3 separate regions of the Mus musculus genome follow, and regions 1 and 3 are each linked to region 2. A link is a contact called in public HiChIP or PLAC-seq and promoter capture Hi-C data. All regions are on one chromosome and are shown on one strand. The core of a region is the stretch at or near the end of the contact, and the rest is flanking DNA. Distances in the headings are between cores, read along the strand shown.

Region 1 (3,479 bases), core at 230-2,729, 780 kb after region 2:
CAACTCTTCTTTCCACTCAAGTTACAGCCCGAGTGGGCTAACGACATGGCAGTGTTTGGAAAACCAATTAAGTTTTGGGCAAAGTTCCTGTGCTGCTTTAGCCTAAAGCAAGTTCTTTAAAAATTAAGTAATTAAAAGCGGGGGGAGCGACACTAAAGAAATCTACCAGGACCTATCGGAATGTTAATACTTTGAAACGGTTTCACTTCTGTGCTGGATCCAGTTGGGAAAATAACCAGGCGTCGTGGATACGGATAAGCAGCCATGTTCACATCCGCAGTCAGTTAAAGAGCAATGGCGAGCTTGGAATTAGTCATTGCTTCCCAAACATTACCTTTAATCACAGTTGAGCCGGGCAGAACTCGGCCTATGAGTCAACCTGCAACGCGCTATCAAAGGCCGGCGCAGAAACCTCTGCACCGTGAGCGCAGCCGAGCTCCTGCGCAACACACAGACGTGGCTCATTTAAAAGCTTTCGGGCCGAACAGTAAATAATAGGTTACGATTTAGGAAAAGGACACGTGAGCCCACCGAGTGTGAAAGGATCCCGCCCGCGCGAGTTCCAGGGCACGGCGGAGGCGAGTGGGGGGTCGAGGGAGCTTCGCTCGGGCTGGGGAGCCCGAACCCTGCATCCGGAGAGCGCCTGGGCCGCGAGAACAGAAAAGCTTTCGGGAGAGGGAGGGGGAGGGGACCGGGAGAAGGAACCAGAAACTCAATGGACCAGTTCAACCCCCACCCCTCACCGGCACGCGAAAACAAGAGGGCAGTTAACACAGCTCCACCGGAGACTGCAGTGGCGCGGGAAGGGGAGATCGGGTACCCCCGGCTGGGGTCCCGCACAAGACGCCGGCCCCCTCCCCCTCCTCCCCTCCCCCTCGTCAGAGCGAAGGTGCGGAGCGGAGGCGCGCGCATTGTGCACCCCCCCTGCGGCCAACTCCGCGAAAACAACCCCCAGCACCGCACCCCCACGCGGCCCCGCGCCCCCGGGATACCCTTACCTGTCGCGAGTGGGACTTGGGCTCAGGCGGCTTGAAGAAGGAGTCGGGCAGCTTGCGAAGCCGCATGGGCACGGTCTGAGGCACGTTGGCCGTCTTGGGGTTCATGACGGCATTGAAGAGCGCCTCCAAGTCGGTCTCCGAGTCCCCGCGGACGTGCACGACCTGGTGGCCGGCCGGGGGTGCGGGCGGGGCCGCGGGGGTCCCGGCCGGAGACACGGACGGCGGCGCGGGGCCTTGCGGGGCCGGCTGGGGCGGCGGCTGTTGCGCGGGCTCCATGGCTGCGGCCTCGTTCGACGCTCGGGGCACTGCGCTCAGGTTCGGGGGGCTGCGACGCGCGCCCGCATCGCCCTGCACTCCTTGCCCGAGGCCGCCTCCCCTCTCCTCCCCTCCCCTCCGCGAGCTCCTTCCTTCCTCCCTTTCTTTGCCCCCGGCCGCGGCGGCGTCCCAACTGAGACAGAAACTTTGGCTCCAGACGCCCAAACTAAAAAGTTGCGAGGAGCGCCCGCCCGCGCGCCTCGCGGGCTCCGCCTCCTCGACGCTCTTCCTTCCTCTGCGCGCCCGCCCGCACCGAATCCGCGGCCCGCGGCCCCCGGGGAAACTTTCCCTGCGCGTCGCTACATTCCTGCAGACTCCCGGCCGCACGTGACCCGGGGGCGACCGCGCTGCGTGCGCACCCACCGGCCGGCCCCGAGCCGCTCGGCTGCGGGCGCAGATCCTGCCGGACCCGCGCGCAACGCCAAGGCCGCGAGGAATCGGGACAACCGGCTTGGTAGGGTGGATGCAAAGGCCACACTGTTCACCCGCACTAAGGTTAATCCGGTCCGCGTTTTAACATTGATTCCATTTACCACCAAGTTTGAAGAAGAAACAACAAAACACTTGAGGGCGGGTGCAAATGATTTCAAAGTGAAGCTTGGAAACCAGGAGTTGCACTGGGAGTACCTTACAAAAGGAAACAGTATTACTTTTTAAATTTTGTTTTAAACAGGCTTTACTCTGTAGTCAAGGATATCCTCCAACTCTTTGTGCCACAGCTTCCACAGACAGCTAGGATTCCAAGCCAGGGCCTCTGCTAGCCCGGTTTTTGTAGGTTCATAGGTTCGTCCTTTTTCTTTTCTTTTTTCTTTTTTTTCTTTTCTTTCTTCCTTCCTTCCGCTCCCCCTTTCTCCCTCTCCTTCCTTTTTCTTCCTTTTTGTGTTTCTAATTATGTACAAGTGAGCACAGGTGAAGGTCAGAGGACCATTTGTGGGATCTGTTTTCTTCTTGGTTGTGGGTCCCAGAAATCGAGCTCAGGTACCCTGAACCATCCATCTCATGTTGACTACCCTATTTTGCTGTTTTGAGTCAGGTTCCTATGTAGCTAAGGCTTTCCTCCAATTCACTACATAACTGAGGCTAGCTTAAAATTTCTGCTCCCCCTACCTCAGCCTATAAAGGGCTCAAATAACAAATGTGGGGCACCTTGCTCAGCAAACTTTTTTTTTTTTTAAGTGAAAAGTCAATTTTTTAACACCAAAACTTGACATTTCTTTGGGAACTTCAACTCAAAACATAAGTCACTGTTTAACCTCATGGAGCATTGTGGGTTTTCCTCTTGTGTTTAGTACAAGGGTAAACAATGCAGGGTAGACTAAGAAATGAACCTCAATGGAGATTACCTTAGCCCCTGATTCTCTGTGTGTCAGTCTTTTATCTATCAGGAGCCTATCTGGAATCACTCCAAAAATGATAAAAATCTGTTCGTGTTTTTTAAGTTAATTATTTTGTATTGGGTGTTTTGCCTGAGTTTATGTCTTTGCCTTGGTTCCACAGAGGTCCAAAAGATGGTATTAGATTCCATGGAATTGGAGTACAACTGGTTGTGAACAGCCACGTGGGTACAGGGATTCGAACCTGAGCCTTCTTAGGAACCAGTACTTTTAGTGACCGGCCCTCTCCTCAGCCCCTTGTTGAAGTCATGAGCTACAAAACAAGAACTGGTTTTAATGAGGTATAACTGACATAACTATATAGTCTTCCACTTAAGCAGTTTGGTGCTTTTTGAGTGTATTCCCAGAGTTGTGCAACACTGACTTTAAACACACAAATTTCTTCTCCAGAAATCTGGTTTCTTGTTCTAATGATTTTGTCTGCAGTGTGAGTGAAACGGGTATAAATAGGATTAAGCAAAGAAAGGACCCTTGAGCAAAAAGATAATCTCTTCCTCTAGTTAAGACACGCCCGGAAGAATTCTGAGCAGCAGTCTATCGCTTTGTGTGGTAGAGTAGGGTGAGCTAGCTTCAGACAGGTAAGATTTGAATCAACTATTTAGGAGCCTCAGTTTCCTGTCCTAGAGAGGAAGAAGGGTAAATGTCTCCCTAAGACTGATTCCAGGATTGGTTCACACCAAGTGCCACAAGACCACACTCTTGTGGGCTCTGGAGTTTAGAGTTCAGGTCCCAGTTACCCACACAGGAGCTGTGTGATAGTGAGCAAGCTACT
Region 2 (3,615 bases), core at 579-3,078:
AGTTGAATGAGGGGAAATCTGATTGTTCTTAATCTAGAGGCATGACTTGGGCTCTAACTTTATAAAGAATGGATTTATGGCATTATTCCTTGTGTCTAGAAGGCACAACACCATTCTGTCTCTAGTATCCTCCATGTATCTACTGCCTCTCATAATCATTGAAGTCTCCATCCCTACTCTGAGGTCTGGTTGTTTTTAGAAAATAAAAGTACCCATTCCTTCTGCCCACCTTGATCCACCATGAGTCCTGTATAGAGTGCTGGCAATGCTAGACTGGGATAGCCTATCACATACCGTCCTACCTTACTAAACTGCGAGCTCAAGAGCAGGCCTATAGATCTTTGCTATACTTGTTCCCAATGCTTAGAACTATACTCACTATGGAAAAAGCACTAATCAATGGAGCAAGTAAATAAATGAGATAATTTGCTCATGAGACCTGTTAGCCAACCTGTGTAGTTTTGTTCTCTGTGGTACACATTATCATTCCATTTTTTCATATTGAACTACTATTTAATACAAATGAATATAAGAAATGCTTATTAACTGTAATATTTTTATCCTTAAATGGCATGTATTTTAATGACTGTCCATTGCTGATGGCACAGGGATAGTTCTTATGCTTTGCTGAAGGAACTTCAAGTTAGCATAGCATTTTTTTATAAGGCACCTAAGAAGATATATTCAAAACTCTTAGCAGCTTTCATATCCTTTTACCTAGCCATTCTGGTTACAAATGTATCCTGGAGAAAAATATTTTTAACTTGGGGCAGTTATATAAATGTTGCAATGTAACTTCTAACGCACCTTGGAGTGTTATACCATCTTATACCATGCCATATTAGCGAGTGAAAATGACATTTTAAATCACCATAAACAATGTGATAGTGTGCTTTAAAACAGGGCATGTACAAGGAAAAGACTGGAAAGGTTGAGCACCGACTGTAAAAAATGATAACTTCTGGGTAACAGAGTTTTTCTCTTATTGTTTTTTTTTTTCTGTAATAAAATCAGTATGTAACAGTTTTAGAATATAAAATCAATAAAGGTCATTTAAAGAATATACATTTTTCTCTTTGCTTGATTTTATGTATCTATGACCTCAACTGTAACGTAGTAATTGTTATCTGGACCCAGTCTTGGGTGCCTTTCCTTACCTAACCTGACACTGTTGTTCACAGTGGCTACAGGATACAATAGAAGCCACTGTAGAAGTGACATTGATTTGATTCAGAAAATACTTGTTGAGAGCGTGCTGTCCAAGGACATGGGTTATAAAGTATGGCGATAACCAAATTCTTACGGTTAAGTACATTTTGACGATTTTTGAAAGCATGTGTTTAGTGTGTATGTGTAAGGGAGCCCATCCCACACTGCCTGCTGGGGGCAGCATGTCCCCTCCTGACACTCCTCTGCTTTCTCAGTTTCGCCTTCATTTATTCTCCCTCCTGTCCTTCCTATGTGTCTGCACTAACATCTGCTTCTGCTTCTAGCTTTTCAGGGTCTGACTGAAACTAAACTGCTGAAACTGTCTTCCTTAACATAAGCAGTTTGACTTTCAGTAAAACTGAAAGAAAAGTAATCACTTGAAAGCCCTGTTGTAGTGGTTTAAAGAAATGTATTTCATTAAAATAAAGCTATGGCTTAGTGCAGTTTCCTGTGTAGATTAAGTGCAATTGTGTAACTCCTCTAGACTTTGCCTAGTACTAGAACATTGTTTTCTTCAAGTTACTACAGTTCCCCCTTTCTGATTCTCTTATATCTGCCATTGGGCAGAAGAAACACAGAAAAAAAAAAGTCAAACGGAAATGACACCAACTGTTGTGACTGTACCAGTTTTGTGGCCTGTGTAAAAAAGTCATTTAGAAACTAGGAAGGGTAAGGGACTGCTCGTGTCTGTATATGGAGTGGGAAACAGCCAAACAGGAAGTGTATCCAAAGCGTAAGCGAATGCCGGTCATGTTAGCTTGCTGAGAAATTGTGCGTCCTCCAGCCGAGACCCAGGAATGAAGGGGAAAGAATGACAACTAGAACAAAGAAGCCATCAAGGGCTGGATTCTAGTCATCACAGAACCTTCCTGCTTAACATGTGAATTTAAAGAATCACCCACTTACTGGAATATTAGAAACCCTCAAGATCAATCCCAGTAATATAGTAAATGACACTCAGTCGAAGCAGTATTTTACTTGTTACTGCTCTGTGTATGCATCTCTACTTCAAGAGAACAATATGTGTAAAGTTGTTCTGATCACCATGGTAAACCTAACATTGAGCATTCAGAAGTCAAATGGGAAGACTGGCTCACAACCTCCTAGAAAACCTGCTTGCTAGTTGCTGAGCGTTCCCTATGCTGTCTGTCATCTCATATCCCTCAGCAACAGTAGACAGCTGAGTTAGATCTAAGCCAGCCAGTCTAACTGCATTATTTCTGGGTGGTCCTAAGTTCCTGGTGAGGCACAGGAAAGTACTTTGTGGAATCTGAAGAGCTCTGTGATACTTTCAAATGCCGTTAGCGGCATCAGCGCTACAATGATTGTGTGAAATGCATGTAACATAGGGACTCAGAGTTACATAGATTTCCAATGAATATCTACGTTATAATCTACAATTTTGAGTTACACATCATTGGACATTTAATACATAAAGCCACATAGTAATTGACAAATGTTTGGTAAATGAAGACACAACTTCCTTGGTATAGGTGGGCAAAACAATTTCCAGAAAAGCATTCATGAGGGAAACTTGTATTTGCTAAGCCATTGATAGCCTGCAAGGGACAGGCTTTGCCATATTCTTATGTCTGTTTTTTATCTTCTAAAATCTGGATCCTTCCTATTCCCCAGGAGTTTCCCTTCCTACATCACCACGGAGCCCACTGACACTGGGTGAGATCACTCAATGCTTTCTGCCTGCGTCATCTATTTATTATTTCCTGAAAATAATGGGTTGTATTTATATATTTTTGCATTCCTTTTAAGAAAGATATTTTAGGTTCCTCAAAGAGTGATGAGGCTCTAGGATAGCAGTTCCTTCCACTCTTGAGGTCATCATGTATATACCATAATACTACACTGAATAGACTTCTTTAGGAAATGGTGTGTTTTGTTAACTTGACAGAGCTCAATTGAGGAAATCTCAATTGAGAAACTGCCTCCATCAGACTGGCCTGTGGGCATGTCTGCAAAGACATTTTCTTAATTGCTAATGTAGGAGGGCCCAGCCCACTGTGAGCAGTGCCATCTTTAGACACTTGGGCCTGGGCTGTATAGGAAAAGCAGTTGAGCAAAGTGGAGTAAGTAAGCTAGAAGCAGTGTTCTTCCATGATCTCTATTTGAGATCCTGTCTTAGTTTCCCCCAATGATGGACTTAGCTGTAAGCCAAATAAACCCTCATCTCCCCAGGTCAGTTTTGGTTATGATGACTTATGATGGCAATGAAGAACAAACTGTACCATTCAGTAGTTCATGTTCCCCATTGCTGTTGAGAGTCTCTATAAGCTATACTGTGTCAAGAAAAAAGCTCTATTCCTTTCTAATGGCTCATTCTACCATCATAGAATTCTCTCTTTGACATAAGCACCCCCCCCCCGCCATTGATCTCACTATCGAGAATGT
Region 3 (3,339 bases), core at 67-2,566, 520 kb after region 2:
GAAAAAAAGATATATGTGTTATGAGTCTATATTCATAATCATTTAGAGGGAAGTGATGGAGTTGATCTGGAGTCTTGTGCTAACAGGCACAATCACCTGTGAGATCCATTATCAACTACCTACATGACTGTATGCTGCACAAGGAACATAGAGCAGAGAGTTCCTCAAAGAAAAACACCTAAATGTGGACAGTGATGAAGAGAAACAAAAAGGGCTTTTTAAATTTTAATTTAATTTTATATCCCAAATCTGCAGCAGGTGGGTGAGCTAGCCCAGAAAGTGGAAGAGCTGTCCCTGCCTCTTCCCAGCTATAGCAGTAGGGAGAGAGAGCCCCACATGTCTTCTGGTATCACAATAGAGCTGGCCCTGGTGGCATGGGTACAGGAGAGCCAACTTGAGAGCATGAGAGTAGGAAGCCAGGCCCCTCCCCTACCTGGGCAAAGCTGGAGGCTTGTCCCTGCCCCTCACCTGGACAAAGCTGGAGAGCTGGCTCTGCCCCTCACCTGGACAAAGCTGGAGAGCTGGTCCTTTCCCTCACCTAGACAAAGCCAGAGAGCTGGCCTTGCCCCTCACCTGGGCAAAGATGGAGAGCTGGCCCTAGTGGTGATACTGAAATGACCAACTTACCTTCCACCCAGCCCTAGATCTGAGTTGGACCACCCCAATATCTAGCTCATCTATGACCTGCTGGAGTTTGTGAAGGGGCTGGTCCTACAGATTCAAAACTACAGGATCTCTATGATACAAGAACAGGATATCCAAGAGGAGGCCTGGTGAGGATCCAATATTGATAGTATAGCAGAAATCAGAGGTCTCGAACCAGACCAAAGACTCATTGCAAAGAACATTTGCAAGAAAAACTGTTTGGGCAAAAAGGGTATATACTGTGGAACACACCATGACATATTGTAGCTTCTGTGGCAAGACAGGTTTTGTTTTTATACATTTCTTTCTCTTTTTTTCCTCTCTTTCTTTCATTTTCTTTTAGAGGGTCACAAGGGCAGAGAGTGAGTGTGGAGGGATGGGAAGATGAATAGGGTTGGGATGCAGGATGTGAAATTCACAATCAATTAAAAGGCTTTAAAATTTAATTCTATGTATTTCTGGTGTCATATTTAAATTTTAACACTAATGTGAGAGTTTTGACTCTTTTGGAATGAAAAAAAATAAAATTAGCTATAAATATTTACAGAGTACAGAAAACAGTGAGCAGTCTTCAGGAACTGCATGCATGAAGAATCACTAAGTATTCCTTAGAACATTAGCTGACAAAATTGTTCACATGTGTCCACACCAGTTACACAGAAGTTTCAGAAACCTAGCACCTGTGCATCAAGTAATTTTCATGCTGCAGTTGAGATAATGAAGAAGCTAGAGGGCAGGAGGGTCATCAGCACATTGAAGCATTTGAGACAATAGGAGTGGGGTTTTCAGAAGCAAATTACCTGATCATGGCTCTATATGGAATCACAAATCCAAATGAAACTTCCAGAAATTAATGAAGTAAATGAAAATAAATCAGTTGGTGCCTGGTGAGAGAGAGAGAGAGAGAGAGAGAGAGAGAGAGAGAGAGAGAGAGAGAGGGAGAGAGAGAGAGAGAGAGAGAGAGAGAGAGAGAGAGAGAGAGAGACTCATTCTTCTTTTTTTATTATTAGATATTTTCTTCACTTACATTTCAAATTCTATCCCGAAAGTCCCCTATACCCTCCCCCCACTCTGCTCCCAAACCACCCACTCCTGCTTCCTGGCCTGGCATTCCCCTGTACTGGGGCATATAATCTTAGCAAGACCAAGGGCCTCTCCTCCCAATGATAGCCAACCAGGCCATCTTCTGCTACATATAAAACTAGAGACATGAGCTCTGGGGGGCACTGGTTAGTTCATATTGTTCCTCCTATAAGGTTGCAGACCCCTTTAGCTCCTTGGGTACTTTCTCTAGCTCCTTCTTTGGGGGCCCTGTGTTCCATCCAATAGATGACTGTGAGCATCCACTTCTGTATTTGCCAGGCACTGGCATAGCCTCACAAGAGAGAACTATAGCAGGGTCCTGTCAGCAAAATCTTGCTGGCATATACAATAGTGTCTGGGTTTGGTGGTTGTTTATGGGATGGATTCCCAGGTGGGGCAGTCTCTGGATGGTCCTTCCTTCTGTCTCAGCTCTGGACTTTGTCTCTGTAACTCCTTCCATGGGTATTTTGTTCCCCATTCTAAGAAGGAACAAAGTATCCACACTTTGGTGTTCCTTCTTCTTGAGTTTCATGTGTTTTGCAAATTGTATCTGTTAAATCCATTTGTTTAATAACTTCCATTAGCTTCAATGTGTCTCTGTTTAGTTTCTGTTTCTAGGATCTGTCCATTGATGGGAGTGGAGTGTTGAAGTCTCCCACTATTGTTGTGTGTGGTGCAATGTGTGCTCTGTGGTTTACTAAAGTTTCTTTAATGAATGTAGATGCCCTTGTGTTTGGAGCATAGATATTCAAAATTGAGAGTTCATCTTGGAAGATTTTACTTTTGATGAGTATGGAGTGTCCCTCCTTGTCTTTTTTGATAACTTTGGGTTGGAAGTCGATTTTATTCGATATTAGAGTGGCTACTCTGGCTTGTTTCTTTGGACCATTTGCTTGGAAAATTGTTTTCCAGCCTTTTACTCTGAGATAGTGTCTGTCTTTGTCTCTGAGGTGGGTTTCCTGTATGCAGCAAAATGTTGGGTCCTGTTTATGTAGCCAGTCTGTTAGTCTATGTCTTTTTGTTGGGGAATTGAGTCCATTAGTATTAAGAGATATTAAGAAAAAGTAATTGTTGCTTCCTGTTATTTTTGTTGTTAGAGTTGGGATTCTGTTCTTGTGGCTATCTTCTCTTAGGTTTGTTGAAGGATTACTTTCTTGCTTTTTCTAGGGCATCATTTCCCTCCTTGTGTTGAAGTTTTCCCTTTATTATCCTTTGAAGGGCTGGATTCATGGAAAGATATTGTGTGAATTTGTTTTTATTATGGAATACTTTGGTTTCTCCATCTATGCTAATTGAGAGTTTTGCTGGGTATAATAGGCTGGGCTGGCATTTGTGTTCTCTTAGTGTCTGTATAACCTCTGTCCAGGATCTTCTGGCTTTCATAGTCTCTGGTGAGAAGTCTGGTTTAATTCTAATAGGTCTGCCTTTGTATGTTACTTGATCTTTTTCCCTTACTGCTTTTAATATTCTATCTTTATTTAGTGCATTTTCTGTTCTGATTATTATGTGTAGGGAGGAATTTCTTTTCTGGTCAAGTCTATTTGGAGTTCTGTAGGCTTCTTGTATGTTCATGGACATCTCTTTCTTTAGGTTTGGGAAGTTTCCTTCTAT

Evidence for each region. Promoter capture Hi-C pulls out the DNA fragments that hold promoters and counts their contacts. HiChIP or PLAC-seq counts read pairs in DNA pulled down with a chosen protein or histone mark.
Region 1: a promoter capture Hi-C map of pre-B cells shows a contact between it and region 2, with 5 times the contacts expected there. The contact joins the promoter of Yap1 here to the enhancer-like site in region 2. A contact is called at or near these places in 3 of 39 promoter capture datasets (hippocampal neurons, liver and pre-B cells), 1 of 484 Hi-C or Micro-C datasets (pre-B cells), 1 of 115 datasets of contacts at active chromatin or transcription factors (large pre-B cells) and 1 of 9 other capture datasets (adipose tissue).
Region 3: a CTCF HiChIP or PLAC-seq map of large pre-B cells shows a contact between it and region 2, with 7 times the contacts expected there. The contact joins two enhancer-like sites. A contact is called at or near these places in 1 of 15 datasets of contacts at CTCF or cohesin (large pre-B cells) and 1 of 115 datasets of contacts at active chromatin or transcription factors (large pre-B cells).

The regions. Positions count from the first base shown.
Region 1 is chr9:8,003,117-8,006,595 of GRCm38.p6, forward strand. It overlaps Yap1 (yes-associated protein 1), which reads right to left and starts at 1,480. Exons shown (of 9, transcript NM_001171147.1): 1 at 999-1,480. The coding sequence starts at 1,274.
Region 2 is chr9:7,219,818-7,223,432 of GRCm38.p6, forward strand. It overlaps a transcript of Dcun1d5 not described here. Among named protein-coding and RNA genes, the nearest start is that of Gm31639, 34 kb to the right of the region's middle. Within about 2 kb of position 1,829, at least 101 of the 459 cell types and tissues checked have an H3K27ac peak or open chromatin away from gene starts, as enhancers often do. A contact at or near this core is called in adipose tissue and pre-B cells, where this site is marked.
Region 3 is chr9:7,737,250-7,740,588 of GRCm38.p6, forward strand. No RefSeq gene overlaps it. Among named protein-coding and RNA genes, the nearest start is that of Tmem123, 25 kb to the right of the region's middle. Within about 2 kb of position 1,317, at least 1 of the 459 cell types and tissues checked has an H3K27ac peak or open chromatin away from gene starts, as enhancers often do.